Linked DNA regions of Mus musculus: region 2 is linked to region 1. Evidence: chromatin contacts called from public HiChIP or PLAC-seq data. All regions are on one chromosome and are shown on one strand. Each heading gives the region's core, a stretch centred on a gene start, on an enhancer-like site or on the middle of the called end of the contact. The rest is flanking DNA. Distances are from core to core; before and after follow the strand shown.

The links. HiChIP or PLAC-seq counts read pairs in DNA pulled down with a chosen protein or histone mark.
Region 2: a contact with region 1 is called in an H3K27ac HiChIP or PLAC-seq map of large pre-B cells, with 2.5 times the contacts expected there. The contact joins two enhancer-like sites.

What each region holds. Positions count from the first base shown.
Region 1 is chr3:51,737,782-51,741,235 of GRCm38.p6, reverse strand. All of the region lies in intron 2 of Maml3 (mastermind like transcriptional coactivator 3), which reads left to right. Among named protein-coding and RNA genes, the nearest start is that of Gm46803, 32 kb to the right of the region's middle. RefSeq lists an enhancer at 1,380-2,384. Within about 2 kb of position 1,710, at least 105 of the 459 cell types and tissues checked have an H3K27ac peak or open chromatin away from gene starts, as enhancers often do.
Region 2 is chr3:53,973,555-53,977,008 of GRCm38.p6, reverse strand. No RefSeq gene overlaps it. Among named protein-coding and RNA genes, the nearest start is that of Gm31026, 50 kb to the right of the region's middle. Within about 2 kb of position 1,653, at least 36 of the 459 cell types and tissues checked have an H3K27ac peak or open chromatin away from gene starts, as enhancers often do.

The DNA of each region.
Region 1 (3,454 bases), core at 461-2,960:
TTAACTGCAGCTGGCCTCATAGAACTGTTGATTTATAAAAAATAATCATTATTTCATCCTATATGAATTGGAAAATTATCTATGCATTTATCGTTTGCCCTGGGCTAATACATTCAGATTTGGTGTGCTGTTTGGTGGGGAATGTTTATGTAAGTAAGATTTTAATTTTCCGTAATAAGTTGAATGGTGGGGGGGGGGCAGACTTTATCCGATTCTGTTTGGCTATGCCTTCTTTCCTACAGTGGAAGGAAGGCACAGTGTCTCCTCACTGTTGTGAGTTATACTTTCAGTGAAAGAGAACTGAAATATTTCCCAGGCAGCTGAAAATCTCAAAAAGCTTTAACTGAGCTGAAGATAACAGGCTTTTAGGGAAGAAAGTATATGTGTGTGCGCGTGTGCGTGTGCGTGTGTGTGTGTGTCTCCGTGTCCGTGTCCGTGTGTGCTCATGCATGAGAGAGAGAGAGGAGGGAGAGAATGAGAGAGAGACAGAGAGACAGAGAGAGATGGAGAGAGAATGAGTGAGACAGACAGACAGAGCAGAGCAGATGTACAGACTAGAGGACAGTCTTGGTTGTCCTTGCTCCCAGCTTGCTTTGAGCAGAGTCTCTTATTGATCACCACTGTAGAAGTCCGGCTAGCTGGAGGTGTTGTCCTGTCTCTGCCTTCCATCTCACCGCAAGTGAATCAAGGTTTCAGGTGCCTTCTAACACATCTGTCTGCCTTTTGTGGGTCTGGGGATCTGAGCTGTGATCTTCAGGCTTGCCTGGTAAGAATCTTATCCACTGAGCCATCTCTCCCAGCCTGGTAGCAGGCTTTTGAGGGAACCCTGGGTGTGATTGAAAAAATGTTGGAGAACAGGATGGCTCCACTGGTGAAATCACTTTGCCACCGAGCTTGGTGATCGAGTTTCCTCCTCAGAAATCTTCAAGGTGGAAGGAGAGAACTGGCTAACCTCCACAGTGCCCCTAAATAATAAATACATGAAAAATGAAATGTTTTTAAGAGTATGTGTATGTGTATATATATGTGTGTGTGTATGTGTGTGATGTGTATACACACACACATACACACACACACACACACACACACACACACACACACACACACATCTACATGATGTTGGATTAGGATGCATGCACAAAGCCCTGGGTTTGATGTTCAGAAAAGCAAGATGGAGGGAGGGAGGGAGGGAGGGAAAGAGGGAGGGAGGGAGGGAGGGAGGGAGAAGGGGAGGGAGAGAGGGAGGGAGAAGGGGAGGGAGAAGGGGAGGGAGAGAGGGAAGATAAGATGTCCACTGTGTTTTGCACAAGACAAAGGATGATAAGAATTATCTAATCAGATATACAGAGAAGATATCAAGAAGAACAAGGAAATAAAGATGTGTTGGAAAGCAAGATGCAAACTAGAGAGAGAATCCCTGTTTCCAGAACTACTTCTCCGGCCTTCCAGCCTTCAGAGCTCCCTGCTCAAGGTTTAAGATGAGAGATTGTAAACCCTGCTTCATCCACATCCTTAGTTTAGCCAGCCAGAGCTTTGAAATGGCAACTAAATTGCCTTTTGGTGAAATCAAATCTTCCCTTACTAGCCTCAAGCAGGGAGGACTCCCTAGCGCTGGGGCTGGCTAATTCGTGCCAGCAGCTCAGGGTCACTCTCCCGGAACCACTGAGGTGAGCACTATTAAAGGGTTACTAGCCTCCTTTGTCGCCTGCAGTTTGTCCTGTAGGGGGTCACCCACTGCAGCCTTTTCTCCCCAGCCTGCCTGCCCGGCAGGAGGCTGCTCAGGGCAGTAAAATGTTTATTACCTGTTTATTGTGTGAGTAACCGCATTCAAGAAGGAAATATTTTCCGGTTTACCTAGGGCAATGAAAATAGGATTAAGAATTCTGAGGGCTGAGAAAGGAGCTGTATAAAAGCCAGAGTCACAGAACATACCGCCTGCAGCCACGAGGAGCCAGGCACCCACCACAGCTCCAGCCCTTTGTTCTAGTCCTGGCCACTTCCTCTCCTGTTCCCAGACTCTGCAATTCATCACCGAGGCTCTAGGGACTGCTAGCTCTCCCCTAAAGGAGAGTTTGGCTCCCATCCCAGATATGGCTATCAAACTGCACCAAAAGACAGGTCGGGGGCCTGATTAACATTTGCACACATATTTCTCTTGCCTCCAAAGGAAGTTACAAACAGCTTAATTTCCAACAATCTTGTAATGTGGAGGTTCAATATATAATATCATATAACCATTTGTATCATCCTCCAACCGCTGTGTGTAGTGAATGCAGCCATCACGGTCCAGACTTAATTCATGTCTATGATTTAAAAATTACTATCGCAAATCTTCAATTAGTTCCCAAACATGATCCTCCCCCAACAGTTTCTCCTCCCAGGATTTTTTTTCTTTTTTTCCCTTTTATCTTTTTTTTTTCTTTTCCTTTTTTCTTTTGTTTTCTTTTCTTTTTTTTTGTGCTGCTAATTCTCTTATTAAGACATGTCTTGTCTTGATCATTAATGGAGCAACACAGGATTTAAATTCTTTTCATAGTTCACAAAATTATTCTTCCCACTCTCTAAAAGTAAAATATGCAACCCTCTAAGTGTAGTCATTCTTACGAGTGGGCTTCAGGATTGAACCCTAATTATTTCTATTGTTCTCTAGGCATTCATTCGTTCATTCATTCATTCATTCATTCGTTCCGCGCTCGGGCTATTATTATCACATGCTTGGACATAGTCCTGAGAATATTCAGTTGTCCTTCAACCCATTCACAGGTCAGCTGCCTTCCAGAGGAAATATGAGTCCCTTCACCCTTAGCTTACAATGCCCACTTAACCCACTCAAAGCCTATTGTCCTTGGGCACCTGTTACCTGCTGAGTCCTCTATCTCATCTTTAGTCATGCTGTGGACCACAAAGTTCAGAAGTGAGTCTGCTGTGTTCCATCTTTGGGCCGGCTGCTCCCTCAGCCTAGGATTCTCCTGCCCTAGCCCTTCATTTGTCTGGTGTCTCCTGTCCTCTGGCCTCTGAGAACTCACTCTGAGATTGGGAACATGATGCAGTTGATGACAATGGCAACCTCAAGACTTGATCAGTACCTGTCACTGGGCTGCTGTGGGAGATGAGAGACTCAGTGCTTTCTTAGGGGCCTTTGGTTTTGCTTGAGGGTAGCAGGGTCTGTGGGACAGGGGAGTCAGAGAGTCCTCCAGCCTCCAGAGATTAACGCCCTCTTGTACCAACACTAGAGAAAAATCAGTGAACAGAACAGAATGGCCTCTGCCCTCACGCCTGTAGACTAGCCAGAGATCGTAGTAAAGCACAGTTCAGTTAAATAAATGCTTGCCCGAGTGCTGCTGCCCTGGAGGACTTGGGCAGACAGGGAGCGCTCCAGCTATTGCTGGTTGTGAAGCAAAGCTCAGCTCTGAAGAGCCGTGGCTTTACGATTCTGGCACTTCTCTAAGGCCAT
Region 2 (3,454 bases), core at 404-2,903, 2.2 Mb before region 1:
GCACTTTTTAAAAATTAAAGTGAATTTACTTGTTCAAATGAAAAGGACAAAGAAAGTCTTGATTAAATCTATTGGCCTTTTTTATCTGAGATTTAAAAATTACTTGTAATCTCCCATAGCAAATAATTATCTATGATTAAACAGTCTTGATATCTTCAGATTCCATCATGAATGTATGTGGTTATGTAACTAATTCCTAGTACATTTTGAAAATCACTCCTTTCAAAGGTTTTTACTTATAGATCTTTTGTTGAAAATCATATTTTCATATAATATGTTTGATTATATCACTTCCTTTCTCCCAACTCCTCCTAGATCTTCCTCACCTCCCTACCTACCCAACTTCATGTCCTCTCTCTCTCTCTCTCTCTCTCTCTCTCTCTCTCTCTCACACACACACACACACACACACACACACACACAAATAAAAAATAAAAAACAAAAAGCCCAATAAGATAAAGAGTGCCAAAAATTAAAATAAGTAAAATAAAATAAATATCCAGTGGCCTATAACAGTGATTTACCTGAAAGCTCTAATGGTACAATATTAGCAAAAATGTTCTGGGAGTAACCAACCACTTACTCATTTTTATTTATTGATCTATTTATTTATTTCCCCTTCAGGCCACTCCGTGAGATGGAGCCTATATTGAAACTGCCAGTGCGGCTGTTCTTCTTCATATGCGTTATATCCATAACTTGATTAGTTTCCTCACGGGTAGTTTGTCCAAAACGTAAGTATTTAAGACACACTGACCCAGCGCCCTGGGGCAAAATCATGAACAGCTAGAAAATAAACTACATTTTAAGAGATGGAAAAAGGTTAAAGAAACATACAGATGATTGAAATTATCTGCATAAAAAAAAACAAGGCATGATTTTACATATACAGGAAATTCATGTGAGGAATATATTTCAAAAACAGATTTTTAACCAACAGAAGCTAATATGTGCAAACATAATTAAAATGAAAATATGAAGAAGTTTGGTGTTAAATCACAAGACTCCTCCCACTACGTCTGAAAATGTCCTGAATGTAGGATTAGAAGGGTTTGGTCCTTCCAGTGTGGACGGGTACATTTAGCCGTCATTTCTAGTTCTCACACAAACATTCTAAGCAGTGGGGATTAATATTATGGTCTTGATCATAAAAAAAAAATTTTTTTTAAAAATCCTATTCAATACTGAAAGAGCCTTAAATGTGAGGTCTGATATTTTCTCATAATGACATATGGTTTTAAGAAAAATAGCACAAACTGACATTCTAGAAAAATAAAACGAGTGATTCACTTAATATTACCTCCAGGACATTATGTATTTCATGTGGCAAGTTAGTCACAGACTTGGACCTTCCTGCAAGAGTCTCTACTAATGTTCCCAAGATGTTTTTGTTTTTCTGATTTAAAAAAAGAAAAAAAAATCTAACGCACCATTGAAATTGTATCCACTTAGGAAGAACTCAGAATTATACTGCAAATCCTACCCAAAACCCTCACGCCTCACAGAACTGACAGTTGCTGAGCTGCCCCCAGCTAGAGCTGGAAACAAGCTCCCCAGTGCTGCCCACGGTGTCTGCCTTCAGCCTGTGTGATGGTCTCCAGGAACTGGGTACAGCCCCTGTAAACACATCCAGCCACATTTGGATGCGTCTCTATTTCTCAGAATGCTTTCCACTTGATTTAACACACGTCTCTCAAGCATTTGCACCTGGCCCTGGCGATGGTGGGGGATGTGCACAGAAGCCAGACACGCCCTCCCTGCTCCAGCTCACATTCAGAATAACAGACAAGAAGGTAAACATCGCAGCAACTTGAAACGTGCAAAGGTAATGCAGAAATGGAACTCCGGAGGAAGAGATGGGGAAGGAGAAGGGGCTCTGGTCCCCCTTCGTTCAGCTAGCATCTCCTTCCCCAACTGGACTGGCTTTGGATCTAGCTCTAGTTCTTAGCAGAGGAAATGACAGCTGTTGCCTTGCTGTTTTCTGGCCAAACTGAGCCTGCCAATGCCTCCACCTCCTGTTTCTCAGATAAAACTTGAATCTCCTTCATCCCCTTCTACAAACACTCTGTTCTGCTACCTCACTTAAAGCTAATTATCAAAAGGAAGGACATTCAGTTCCTCGATTAGAAGTGCATGTATATGATTACAATTGTCAACATCATAATTTTATAAGTGCAGTTGAAGATATTACTAATTTTTATGATGTTGCTGTTATAACAGTAAACTCAGCCATTTTCTCCTTAATTCTTAGTAAAACAGGGCTGATAAGTGTAGAAGAATCTTGCTTGATTGATTATTTAAAAAAAATGATTAAGCTCTATTGTTTCAATCTGTTCAAAGAGTTTGCACTTAAGCCCTGGTACCAAGCCCATCAGCTCCCTTAGGCTAGCAATGCTGATAATGGAAGTCAAGAACAGGGCCTAGGAATTCCATAAGGCATAGACAGAAGTCTTAGGAGAGTTCTTACCAATGATTTACTGTGGGAAGAACCTGCCCCAATGGGCAGGATGCTTGTGCAGAGATTGTCCAGGCCTTAGAGACTGGAATGCCATCAAAGATACATTGACTTCTGCACATTCCACATTCATAATGGATCCCATTTTATACATGGCATTTGCTTGCTTGCTTTTTAAAAAAATATATATCATATTTGAAAATGTCTTACTGATAAATAAAAGAATGTATTTTATCACAAACATTTTAAAAGTATATTTCCATCTTGGTAATTTAAATTATTGTCCATTATTATTTTTCTGTGTAAGGTACCATGGCACATGCCAGAGAACAGCTTTGTGGAATCTGTTCCCTCCTTCCACCAGAGGTGAACCACACTGCTAGACTTCTTCATCAATTGCCTTTATGAACCATGTCATCTTGCTGGCCTCGGTCCTAGCTAACTTTAACCAATGCACCACCTCTGATGAGAGCATAAGTCAGTCAACTTTACAGTGCTTGACACAGACACCTGACAATTAGCAGTAAGGGAAAATATGTAATTCTGATCATAGTTTTGGAGGTTCTGGCCATAATCAGTTGGTTCCCATGCTTTGGGGCACATCTAGATGCAATATATCATGGTAGGAAGTGGAGTAGGGCAAAGGCCATGAGCCTTACGAACATGAAGCAAAAAATTAGGGAGGGAAACATCTGGGGTCCCACTGTCTCCTTCAAGGACATGCCCTCCCCTCCCCCCGTGGCCTAATGACCTTTCTGCTCACCCCTAACTTTCAAAACTCTACCACTTCCTAATAGTCTAACCTTGGAGCTGGGCTCTGTAACATGTGGGCTTTTGGGTAGGTAGCAGCAGAGAACAAAAATCAAATGTCTTTAAATTGTTCACGTTTTAGGCAAGCATCTATCTTGATTCTGCCATGTGCAGCGTGAATGGTTCTTATTAGCTCCTCCTGTGGTCCATATCTTCACCTCTAGAATCTTTTGGTTCATGCATTAGAAA